Regions from separate parts of the Mus musculus genome. Here region 2 is linked to region 1. Evidence: chromatin contacts called from public Hi-C data. All regions are on one chromosome and are shown on one strand. The core of a region is the stretch at or near the end of the contact, and the rest is flanking DNA. Distances in the headings are between cores, read along the strand shown. Region 1 has its middle 230 kb from the start of Adgrl2. Region 2 has its middle 4.2 kb from the start of Adgrl2.

What was found. Hi-C and Micro-C count contacts between places; a contact is called where the count stands out from the background.
Region 2: a contact with region 1 is called in a Hi-C map of bone marrow-derived macrophages, with 25 read pairs. The contact joins two enhancer-like sites. A contact is called at or near these places in 6 of 484 Hi-C or Micro-C datasets (adipose-derived mesenchymal stem cells, beige adipocytes, bone marrow-derived macrophages and 2 more), 2 of 115 datasets of contacts at active chromatin or transcription factors (large pre-B cells and neural tube) and 1 of 9 other capture datasets (adipose tissue).

Annotation. Positions count from the first base shown.
Region 1 is chr3:148,726,427-148,732,327 of GRCm38.p6, reverse strand. No RefSeq gene overlaps it. Among named protein-coding and RNA genes, the nearest start is that of Adgrl2, 230 kb to the left of the region's middle. Within about 2 kb of position 2,962, at least 50 of the 459 cell types and tissues checked have an H3K27ac peak or open chromatin away from gene starts, as enhancers often do. A contact at or near this core is called in bone marrow-derived macrophages, where this site is marked.
Region 2 is chr3:148,955,874-148,961,774 of GRCm38.p6, reverse strand. It overlaps a transcript of Adgrl2 not described here. Among named protein-coding and RNA genes, the nearest start is that of Adgrl2, 4.2 kb to the right of the region's middle. Within about 2 kb of position 2,259, at least 98 of the 459 cell types and tissues checked have an H3K27ac peak or open chromatin away from gene starts, as enhancers often do. A contact at or near this core is called in bone marrow-derived macrophages, where this site is marked.

The sequences.
Region 1 (5,901 bases), core at 1,713-4,212:
TACTGACAGTCTCTTTGAACCTCACTGTACACAGACGCAAGCACACTTACACACATGTGCATACATCTAACACACACACACACACACACACACACACACACACACACACACACACACACACACTATCCCATCCACATCAAAACCCTCTCTGGGTGCAACATCACTTAACCTCTGCTTTTTTACATTGGGATTTTCTTGCCTTTGTTTGCTGTGTCTTCTTTCTCTTTCGGAGGCAGGCTAACCAAGCTTTCCCTGTCCCCCTCCCAGAAGCTCTCTTATCAAAGTCCCTGATAACTGCAGCACCGATAAAGTTTCCGGCTAGTTTTATAGCCCTAAACCATCAGGAGTATTAGCAGGGTTGATCATCATAGTCTTTGAAGTATCTGCTTCAGTTAGAATGTAGGGTGGTACTGACCTTGAACTTTGTCCTTCACCATGGACCCTGCTTTCCTTCCCTTTCCTCTTCTCCGCCTTCATTGACTGTTTAGGTAACTCAATAGACTTCAGTACCACTTCCTCATCAAGTCTCTTTAACCTCCCTTTCCAGTCCAGAGACCAAGACTCTTACCTAAGGGCCTTTCTGTGTATTTGACTTGTCTCAAAGGAAACAGTAGTAAGGATGGACAAAGAGAGCCTCCTTGGGAAAATAAAATAAACCACAGAATAACTCCACAAAGACCCGAAACCGAAACACACAACGACTGCAAGAACATTGCAGCCCTAGAAATGGTTTTCTGAGAGAAACAGCTCCTCTCAGTTTTGGGCCACTGTCTCCAGGGTCATTAGGCAGTAATAGCATCACTTCAAGAAGTTACTAGGGGACTACTTCTGATTTGCACAGTAGTCCAGAATCCACAATAGTAGGAAAAAAAAAAGACTTTTATACTCCTTTGGTAATCTAGCAGTGTTGATGACTGGAAAGATCTTTTTGAGGCACATGTATGCATTGTGTGAATCTCATCTTTGAAGTAGCTTCTACCTGTCATTGAGGAAGGGAGTGGGTGAAGCATGGCTTTGTCTAATTTATTTATGAAATAACACACTTTTCTATCATTGAAGAATTATTAAATTCACATTTTGGCAGAATGTAAGCTAACCCTCAACAAAGTGAAATTGAGCATATCAAACAGTGTGATGTTTTATCAGATATCAAAAAGATTAATGTGTCTAAGAAGGCTGAAAAAGCAAACACTGTATAAACAAAATAAACAGTAGTAGATATTTGAGAAATTTTACTCAGTATGTTTTGATATGAATAAATTTGAACCTCTTTGCCGTGATAAAATACCAGCAAGCTAAAGTCATATGTTACTTGAACAATGTGAAAATTTGCTATTTAAGATTAGTTTAGCTAAACACCTCTTAAAATAATCTACCAGAGAAAAATCGTCTGGTATACCAAATTTAGATGTTCTCTGGGTTGGTTATAAAGATTAAATTCCTTGTTATTAGATAAGCTGATATTTGATATGATAGTCAATTAGATAATGCCAAGGGAAAATTCAGAAAATTGACACTGTATGGTGTATGTCTCATATAATTATAACTAGAAGATTGTTTTGTACTCATTTTCCAGGTAATATATAAATAAAATAAGGAACACTGACAGTTTTCAGTGCAAGAAGATTTAAAGAAAGAGATGAGAAATTTCTACACAGGTGAGCTTATTCTTTTTAATTATAATTGCTAAAGGCAAGAGGCACTTTGGGTGTGTCAGATTTAGAGAAACTAAAACAAGTAGGGGTGTGTATGTGTTTTAAATACTTCAAGTCCCACAGATCACGAGTCTATAAAAACCACAAAGTTATGGGGAAGGAGACTTTAAGAGTTATTTTGAAATGGGCACACTTTCTAATGAGTCAAAGTTTTGTGTGCTCATGGATCTGACTGTGTAGAGACATGGTATTTTATGAAGAGTAATAAGGAAGGAAGAAGGCAGTATGGCCAATGAGCCAAATATTTATCGCTCGGGTTTCTTTCCTGCAGGACTCCTGCAATTGCAAAGATGTGGTTCTTTGCCTGACTAGAAGCTCACTTGCTAAGCCACATACACAGTCGCCCCATGCCCTACTGGCTTTCTATGTATTCCTGCTTCTGTCCTTTGTCCCTTCCCTTTGTGCTTCTTGGGTCTTGAGAACAATACCGACCTCTTCTAGAACTGGTTTCTGTAGCTCTGAGTCGGTCAGAGAAGACTCTGAACTTTCTCAGCTTTCTCTCATGATATGTGTCTGCCCTGGTCTTCCCTAGAGACTCCCCATCTCTGACGCTCTGTTACAGCCCTCTTGACATCTGCTTCAAGCCACTGCTTCCTATCTCAGGAGGGAGACTGGGAACTTTGATTTATAAAAGGGCACTTTTCACCGAAGCCAGAGCTCTTTTGTGGCTTTTATATACAACCTTATCTGACTCTGGAAAAGAGATCTGCATGATAGATGTGAACAAATGAGTTGGGGGACTGGCTATTTCTTCTCTTTGGATCATTAGTTTTCCCCCAGTTGACTGGGAAGTCTGCAGATTTCTACTTCACTGACACTTTCAGCAGCAAGGAAGAAATGAGTCCCAGGGTATGGCTGGCGGGAGGCCTGGAGCAGGTCAAATGTTACAGCGATGTTGGAAATGTCTAATATACGGGAACAACCTTCTTCTGGAAGAGTTGTGCTTTATTGAATTGCCATTCTCCTCTCCTGATGTCCCTAGACCCCCTCCGTCTGAAGCTGTGTTTCTGAAATAGTGTCCTTCCTCTCATTTGTCCTGCAGACCTTGATCCAACATCATGAAAGCACTGGGAAATAAAAATGCCTCTAATGGCTGGGGCTAACGGGAGGAATCGTGGCTATCAAATCTTTGCCAGGAAGTGGCTTCAGACACTTGGAGCCCGGAGATGGCAGCCCTAACCCTGGTGTTGCCCCGGGTTCCTGTCACTGTGAAGTGAGTTCCCACAAGCAAGCTGAGGTCTGTGGCAGAGTGCAGAGTTAAGATCACGTGACCAGCCTTGGCCAGCATGCACTACTGGTCTCATCTCAGCACTGAGACAATTAACAAGTCCCGCTCCATGCCTCTCTGTCATCCTGGTGACTTTCTGGGTTTAATTGTAAATGATCTTTCCTTCTCTGTGTGTCACTGAAGGGATGCAGAGACAAGTGCCGGCTGGGTGTGAGCTCCCACTGCAAGAAGCAGCCTCAGGGCTCAGTGCCCGTGAAGGGTCTCTCAAACCAGGCTCACTGCCTGTGCAGAGTGGTTCACACCAGGCACCCAAGCTGGGCATATTATGGAGCTTGTTAACTTTAAATCATCTTCATTTAATGTGGTGTGTGTGTGTGTGTGTGTGTGTGTGTGAGAGAGAGAGAGAGAGAGAGAGAGAGAGAGAGAGAGAGAGAGAGAGAGAGACATTTTATAGAAACCCACCCTGGGGAGAGAAGGGCCAGTTGCTTCTTTATTGCCCTGTAGAGAGGCCACATTAGCGTTCCAGTCTATATATTATGAAATTAAGTGGATACCCTTGGGGTTAATTCCTTGTTGTAATTGTAATGAAAAGAAACACTTTCTAACCCTCCATTTAAGATCTATAACTATTAAAACCCACTAGCCTTAGTGACTCCTGGGGCCCGTGGAGTGCTTTAGGGTGTATGAAAAGAGGCACTCCTACAGTGTCCAGTACCAGTCCCTTAAAAAGTAACCACCTCCAAGTGGGAGAACGAACAAGAGAGTTTTCCATCCTGCCCCTTCCTGCTGTTTAGCCATGCTGGAATCATTCATCAACCAAAGTGAAATTATATGCATATTAAAATCGGGGCCCTGCCTATACCAGATGGGGTGCTAGAACTGAAAGAAGTGGACACATGCCCCCAAACCTAACCCCAAAACTATCTCCAACTGATAACAACTTGCAAGTAGAAATTTAACTTCCTCCAAGGAGATCTCACTGGGCATACAGGCTGTTCTTCAGGGTGGACTGCAAACCCAACAGTGGATGGCTAACGGGAAATGTACGCAGTAACATCTCTAGAGGCTCGTGTCTCATGCTGCCAGGTTGAGGCTCTTATTTCTGTTGTGGTTTCATCTTTTCTTTATTGTAATTTTATTTTATTTATATTTTTATTCGCTCTTTATATTCTACAGGTCCTTTGCATATATATTATGGCTTCCAATTGAGCATTTTTATGGGATTCTGGAATGCACACGTGAGTGGGTCTCTATTTTGTGTGCCTGTCTCTTGGACACTTTTCAGTTTGCTTTGTCCAATTCCAGTGTGTTGGGCTTTGTTTTACTTTATTTTATCACTATCCTATAGAAGCCTGTTGGTTTTCTAATGAGAAACAGAGAGGGGTGGATCTGGATGGGAGGGGAGGTGGGGAGGAACTAGGAGAAGTAGATGGAGAGAACCCCAGAATCAGGATATATTATGTATGGGGGCCATTTTTTTTCAGTTAAGAAAAAAAATTGACATGTGGCCCCAGCCTGTAGGATTTGGTACAGCCAGAGGTAGCAGTGTGAAGTTTTTGAGGGTAAACTTTAGAGTAAATGACCCTAAAGGAAGAGCCTGAGAGACTGAGAAAAAGAATTGTGCATGTCGAGGGTGTAGCCTCAGAGAAATGCAATGCATGGCCTATTCCTTGGACATGTCAGTAGCCTCCTCCGTTTATTTCAGAGTTGTCTTTCCAGCCACTTTCAATGGCAAATGAATATAGAATTCCCCTATATAGAACTATGTCGCCTGCTATAATTCAGTTTGTTGTTAGTGTCCAAAAAGAACGTATGTTCTGCATGTGACTATGAGGTTTCCTTTCTTTATTACAGTTATTATATCCATTAAAATATCAAACTTACTGGTGTATTGTCATCTGAAACAGTGATGCATACACAGGGGACAATGACAATAATTTAAAATAAAAGGAGAGAGAGAGAGAGAGAGAGAGAGAGAGAGAGAGAGAGGGGAGAGAGATTGAGATTTCCCTTTATAATATTGTGAGTGCATGAGAAATGAGAGAAGAAAGCGAAGACAGAGGCTGTGAATTGCCTGAGGTTTGGGATTGGTGTCCCTGTTCTCAGAAGTGTTTGTCCGATCAGAAGTGTTTGTCGGTTCCAGGGTCACTGTGCCTTCCTTCCCTCCTTTCCCTCCATATAATATGAGCTGTCTCAGAGGAAAAACAAAACGGTTGCACACGTGTCTGACAGGAAAAGAGCAAATTAGGAAGTGATTGTTGCATTCAGAAGTTTTCACTCCAGTGCCTCAGGAAATGTGGTGAAAAAGTCTGCTTAGAGGAGCTCCACCCCCGGTAATGCTGCACATTGTCACAGCTTAGAAAAAGTTTTGTTTTGGGTGATTAATCCTGTTAATTCACACAACAGAGCTCCTGGTGACTTTGTGCATACGGAGGGTGTATGACATGTGTGCGTACCCACATGCTTGAGCCTGTGTGTGTGTGTGTGTATGTGTGTGTGCGGTGTAAAGAGTGTCAGAATGCTCCTGGAAAATCACCTCTTCTCTGTTGTTCTGCTGCCACTTGCAGCTTCCTGTGTTTCCGAATGTGTCCCCTCTGCAGTCATTTCGGAATGCCAGCAGAGGGCTGGTAATAGCCCATCATGTCTAGGTCACTGGCTTGTATCTGAACCAGGCAGGTGGTCTGAGTGAAATTAGTGAGCCTGTATCAATTCAGTGCCCAGCTTCTCTCACTCCACTCAATCAGAACTGTGTGCCAGCCTCATGCCTGGGCTTCCCTCTTGTCTCTAATTGGCCACTTTGGAGAGAAAATTTTCAGATACTCAGACGTGTCTGTGACAATACAAGCGAGAATGGCTCAATAGAGACCTACCTGGAAGCCTCTACTCTAGACATGATGGTTTTAAAGATATTTTCCCTTCCTTCCCCCTCCCTTCTTTTCTTCTCTCTGACTCCTTTCT
Region 2 (5,901 bases), core at 1,010-3,509, 230 kb before region 1:
AATATGAAGTAGTCTTCTTGTGTCAGCCTCCTGGAAACTGGAGTTACTGCAGGAACGAGAACGCTAGGTTCTGCCTAGACATTTTTTAGGTTACCTTTTGTATTTTTAAAGATCATTTGGATGCTTCTTTCAGATTGCCTCATCACCTCTGAGAAACCTCTGATGGTGAGGGACTGTAGTAACGTACAGCAGGCCTGGTTGCTGGAATTTCACTTATGGTTGTAGACACAGGCCAAGAGGGAATTTGACTACGACTCCTTCTATGATAATTAAGGCGCATTGCTAATTAGATGGGAGAAAATGTTTATGTTTGTTTTTCTGACTTAGAAGCCACTTCCCAGGTAGTTTGATTCATGAGATTTATCAGTCTGGAATAATTTGTTAATTTATAACATGTAATTGTTAGTGCTCTAAATAGCAATATAAATGGGTAAAATTAAGGTAGCTCAACTGGAAATAGTAAAAATTAAGTTAATACATAGTTATCATTACCTAAGGGATGTTAGCTTTGCTCATGTAAACATGTTGAAAATCAACTCATTATTCTTCTGGGTTTCTAGCACTTTCATAATCACAAAATGACATTGTTTACATTTTTTCATCCGAAAGTAAGTTATATTAGAACGCAGGCAGTGCGTTTATCTGATCCACTTCCTCACTGGACCTCGTGACTTTAGACTACGGGTGTGTTTCCCAGCCTGCTGGCTCTTGCCCTGGAGCAGCCTGTACGTTTCTCACTTTAAAGTATGCAGTGTGTCCATCAGGTGTGACTTAACTTTTGTCTGCTTCTTCATTTGCTAGGCCGTCATCCCGGCTGTGTATGCACCTAGCTTGTTTTTGACCCTGAGGGTGAGCTCCCATTGGATGATACGGGCTTTTCTCTTACTCTCCTGAGTGTGACAACTAGAAGTTGCTCAGTAAGACCCTGCTTATGGGTGGGCCTGTGGGCAGTGGTCAAGGTCAAGCTGCCCTCTCAACCTTGGTGGGCATGTTAGCTCTTCCCCAGAAGCAGCTGAGTAAATTCAGAAAAACAGCAAAGGAGTCTGGGATTGGACCCTCCTAGCAGCCAGCCAGCTTGTATTCTTACAAGGATTACCAACTGGGCCTCTCTCAGATTTTCCTTGTAGTCTTGGTGCCCATATTTGGGTATTTAGCTAACAAACAAACAACAAGAAAGTGCCTGAGCACAGGGAGTGTGCGGTGTGGACACCTTTAATCTGCAGGTAGAGAGCATGGGGGTGCTGGTGCAGGCAGGACCAGCCAGAATTGGTGAGCTGGCAACCGTAGACAAGCTCAGAGGATCCGTGGAGGACCTTGCCTCTGTAACGAAAGGGAGGAGAGATGAAGAAGATGCTGAACATTCGCCTCGGGACTGTGTACCACATATGTGGGTGTATGGGGACATATACACGAGGACAGGCGTACTGCACACCGTCTACAAACAGGTTATAAATACATGCATAGCCTTTCTGGGTCAGGTGTATTGGCAAAGCCCTGCGATCCCAGACTTTGGGAGGTGGAGGGAGGAAGAGAAGGAATTTAAGGCTGTCCTGAGTTAATCAGGGAGTCTGACCTACTTGAGCCTGTTTCAAAAATCCTAAATCATTCATTCATTCAACCAGAATAGCTTTTCCTTTCCCCAAAGAGGAAACCAACAATAACAGCAAGAACCCTGTCAGTATCCCCCAAATGCTTTCTAACAAGAAGTACAAAATGCTGGTAAAAATTTTTTTTTTCAAATATAAGTTTGAGGAATGTGTGTCAGCTTTCCAATGTACACAGTGCAGTAATTTCTCTTGCTCTGTGACTGTGCGGGCCCCCACCCCCCACCCCTTCTGTTTGGAACTTAAGTTACAAGTTTTCTGTGCTGTCATAAGATGTCCCCCATACTGGTTTGAAAATGACAGCTATTTGTTTTTGTCATTTCAACTGGATGGGTTTTAATGAGGAGGATGGCAGCCTGCCCCGACTGTGCCCGGTGTCCACAGCTTCAGCCTCTTTTGCGGGCTCAGCAAGACTCCTAGATGATAGCATGAGACGGAGGCAAGTGGGAGAATTCCCGAACCCTTTCTGCTCCTCTGTGCTCCAGAGGAGAATTTATTCCTTCACAACGAGGAGGTTTCAGTAAAGGGTAAGACCAATGACTCTTACGGGGACCTTAGCGGGAAGTGGTCAGAAAGCACTTGGGCATCGGCACCCTTGTCTGCTGGGATTAGACACGGGCAGAGAGGGGAGGGTGGGGCTACTGGCTGGCCACGTGGTTGTAAGGTTTCAGCCTTGCCACTTCCACCCCCCTCCCCCTCCAGTGCCGTCCTTAGGAAGGGAAGGAAATAAACTCAAAGCCCAAAGAAGCATCGGGTGTTGAGAAAGGTTCTGATTAGTGAGTTTGAAGGTTTGCTCTGGGCATTTGTTGGTGGGGAAACTCGCAGGGCTGTTGGCATTTTCTCAGGTCTGAGTGAAGAGGGCTCATTCTAACCTGCCTGTAATGGATGGAACAAAAAGTACTTATGAAAACTGAAAACCCTGACTGAGCTTTAGCTAAGCTGAAATGAATCTGTAACTTACTGGGGTGCAGGGGTGTGGGGAGGCTAGTCTCTTCCTCCTACCAATTTTTGTTAGTAAAATATGGAAAAGCTGCTTTTTTCCTGCCCCCAACCCCTACTATGTTGGACTGGGAAGCCCTGCCTGATAAGGATTACAATTTTATAGTGGAAATGAGATCAGAAAGAGTGATTTTTGTGAAGCCATCCTTTGTTTTCATTTAGAGTAGACATACATTTATGTGTCGACTCTAGGCTCGCCCGGAGCTTGCTTGCTTTATTTTCTGTAGTATGAGTGTGTATGCGCTATCAAGGACTCGTGACTCTGGTCAGTCTCAGGCTTAGAGGGCTCTTTCCCTTCCTGGCTCTCAGCAGGCTTCTCTCTGCATTTAGCCAGTGTTCTCAGTAGGGAAATGATTCTTCATTGTAGTAACCTTGCTTTTGGTAGAGAACCCAGCTTCATTCATCCATTGTAGCAAATTTTTGTTAAATTTCCTTTCCCTTTAATTGTCAGGGATGTTAAGTTCTGTTGGCTCAATGATGATGCTTATCGGCGATTCAGCCTTCTATCTTCTGTCCTTGTAAATGTGATTTCTGGCCCACCCCACGTAAAGACCTGACTGAGAACTGGTCAGTGGTGTTTCTCTTTCAAGTCTTTTCCCTGACAGTTTTAGGCACAAGGATGTTTATTGCAGCTGTTAAAAAAGCAGGTTATGGACCACAGTTGAGTCTGAACCGTCCAGGGCTGTAGGGTTGTGCACAGTGCTGAGCCGTATTCCTGGAAGTCACTCCCCAGCTGGGAAAGGCTTCCTAGTAAGGGATACATTAATTGACTTTTTACGTGGCTGAGTAATAGGATGTGTAGATCTGAAGAGGTCACAGCCGAGGCAGGGGAGACAATGACTTGCGGTTCACAGGAACAAGTTAGGATGAAGTAGCTGGGATCGTGTTGTTTGGAGAATGAGACGAAAGCCTAGGAGGTTGCCCATCAGAAACTTGGGTTTGCTGAAGATTCTAATTAGAGCCAGTTCAAGGAGTCCCGCGCACTCCCCAGCTTTACTGCATTGTGTGATACTTAGTATAAACTGTTAGACAGCCTCAGTCACTCTGCCATTCTTTACCCTTGCCCTGCTAAGTTTTCTGATGTGTTTGGAAAAAGATTTCCTGAAAATCTAAACACAAATAAGCAGTTAATCTGAGGTACTTTTCAAAGTAACTTTTTGATTGTTGGAAGGATATTTAGTACCCCATTTCTGATTTTGTTCCTATGTATTTTCCTTTGTGAAAAATACAACTATCATCTATCTATCTATCTATCTATCTACCTACCTACCTACTTACCTTCCTACCTACCTGTGCCCAGGAGACCCTTCAACAGTGATCCACCTGCCTCAGTCTCCAGCAAGTTCAGACTGTAGGTCTGCAGCAGTATGCCAGGCTGTGTCAGTGCTCTGAGCTGGCATTTGCAGGTAGTGTGAAAGGTTGGTCTGGTAGCCCTGTGAATGCCTGCCAGTTTCCTTGGGCTCCAGTTCACTTCAAGAACAAAGCTTTTTGGATCCCTTTCACCATATTTATTTATTCATTCTATTCTTAGCTGATTGTGGTGTGTAAGTATTTCAGTTTTCATTAACATTTGCTCAGTGAAGGGTTGTTTTTAATTTGGAACACAGCAGTAAAATCTGACTTAGTTTTCAAAAATTGCACTCAACGAATGAACTTCTGGAAACAATTGTACTTGATGTGAAAGTGATTCGTTATAGGTTGTAGGATGAGGAAAATAAATTTGATATTATTTTCCTTACTGCACAGGCAGATGAACGCCATCTTTATTTGCATAAAATAATCTACAATTTTACACATTCCAGAATCTTCTGTTTACCAGAAACAGCCAATTATACTGGGTCTCCCAGTCAAGTGGACTGTGCGTTGTAAAGTGTGTTTCACATCTCAAGCCTTAAAAGTACATGGGCTTTCAGTGCGTAAAATCTGCTTTTGTAGTCGGTGTGCTGGCCAAAGACCACAATAGAGGTCTTGGTTATGTGGTTTCTCTTGCCTTTCCCTCTCACAAGCTGTCCTGTCTTGGCAGCCGTTTCCTACAAGGCAGACATCAGCTCTTGATTTTTTCCTTCCTTTTCTCCCCACAAACAAGGACTCTTTCAAATAGTGGGTGACCAAAGACAGACGGATCTTGGATCGCTGTAAGAGACTGGAAACGGGTTTCAGAGTGGTGTAAGTGGGCAGGCTGCCTGTGTGGAGAGCTTGCTCGCTGAGAGAAAAGAACCTCTTGGAAGGAGAACTTGGACAGGCAAAACTTCTTGCTTGAGTATGGAGCCATCCAAAGGCTGGCTCAGTTTTAGTTGTAGCCATGAATGCATATCATTCACATATTGAATTTTTTTCTCAGCTGCCTGGTCAGGTGACTGAAGAGATTGAAGTGTGTGAGAAAAATGTTCACCGATGGGTGAGCAGTTGGGTGTCAGAGCGCTAACCTTTTGATCTGTCTAACGTACAATAATTTTCAGCGTTGAGACAGGAACTTTGCCACACACAGGAGGGTGGTAAACTACCAGTTTACTTCAGGTTATCTTTTGACTATCCCTGGGGGAGATGATAAGAGCGAGTTGGCTGGCTCTGCATATGGAGGGGCATCTTGTCTACATTATGTTTTGATGTCTTCCTTCTTTCTGGGTCATTTGAATTTGGAGGAGGATGAAACACGGCGCCTCTTTGTTTTTATTTTCTTTCTTTTGATAGCGAAGCTTTTGCTGGTGTTCTTAAAGCTGCGTAATCCCCACAGCTCCCCTAGTCATGGCCATACCTAAAACTCTCTTCAGAGCTCAAATATGGGCTGAAGTGTATATATGCATACACAGGGGTGTAGTTAGACATAGTTCTATCCCTTAACCTGTAGGCATGATAAAACCAATTCCTTATAATAGAAGTGTCTCGATCGCCTTTCATCTGAGACCGGTGTGGATTTTTTATATGCAAATGCTAGGGAGTAGATTGAGAGTAATTTGTTTCTTCCATCCTTTTTGGTATATTTGCTGCTGACAGCTGTGATAATCCCTTTGTAGTTTGATGAATGTTATGTTTCAAACCATTTAGAATTTGACCGCTTTTCCATTGAAGTCACATCAGTATAGAATAGAGGGAACTGCTAATAGAACGCGGTACATGGAGTCTCTAACTATGAGTAATTCGGGTGATATGACAGAATACTTGATGAGCAGGGGAGTGCTGGGTTGCTGTTATTTTTCATGTTAGTGATGTAAATCAGCAAGACTTGGTTTTGAGTCATTGGTCCAACCGGAGAGAGGCAAGGAATTGAAGTGGCTTTATCTTCCCTCTTTATAAAACT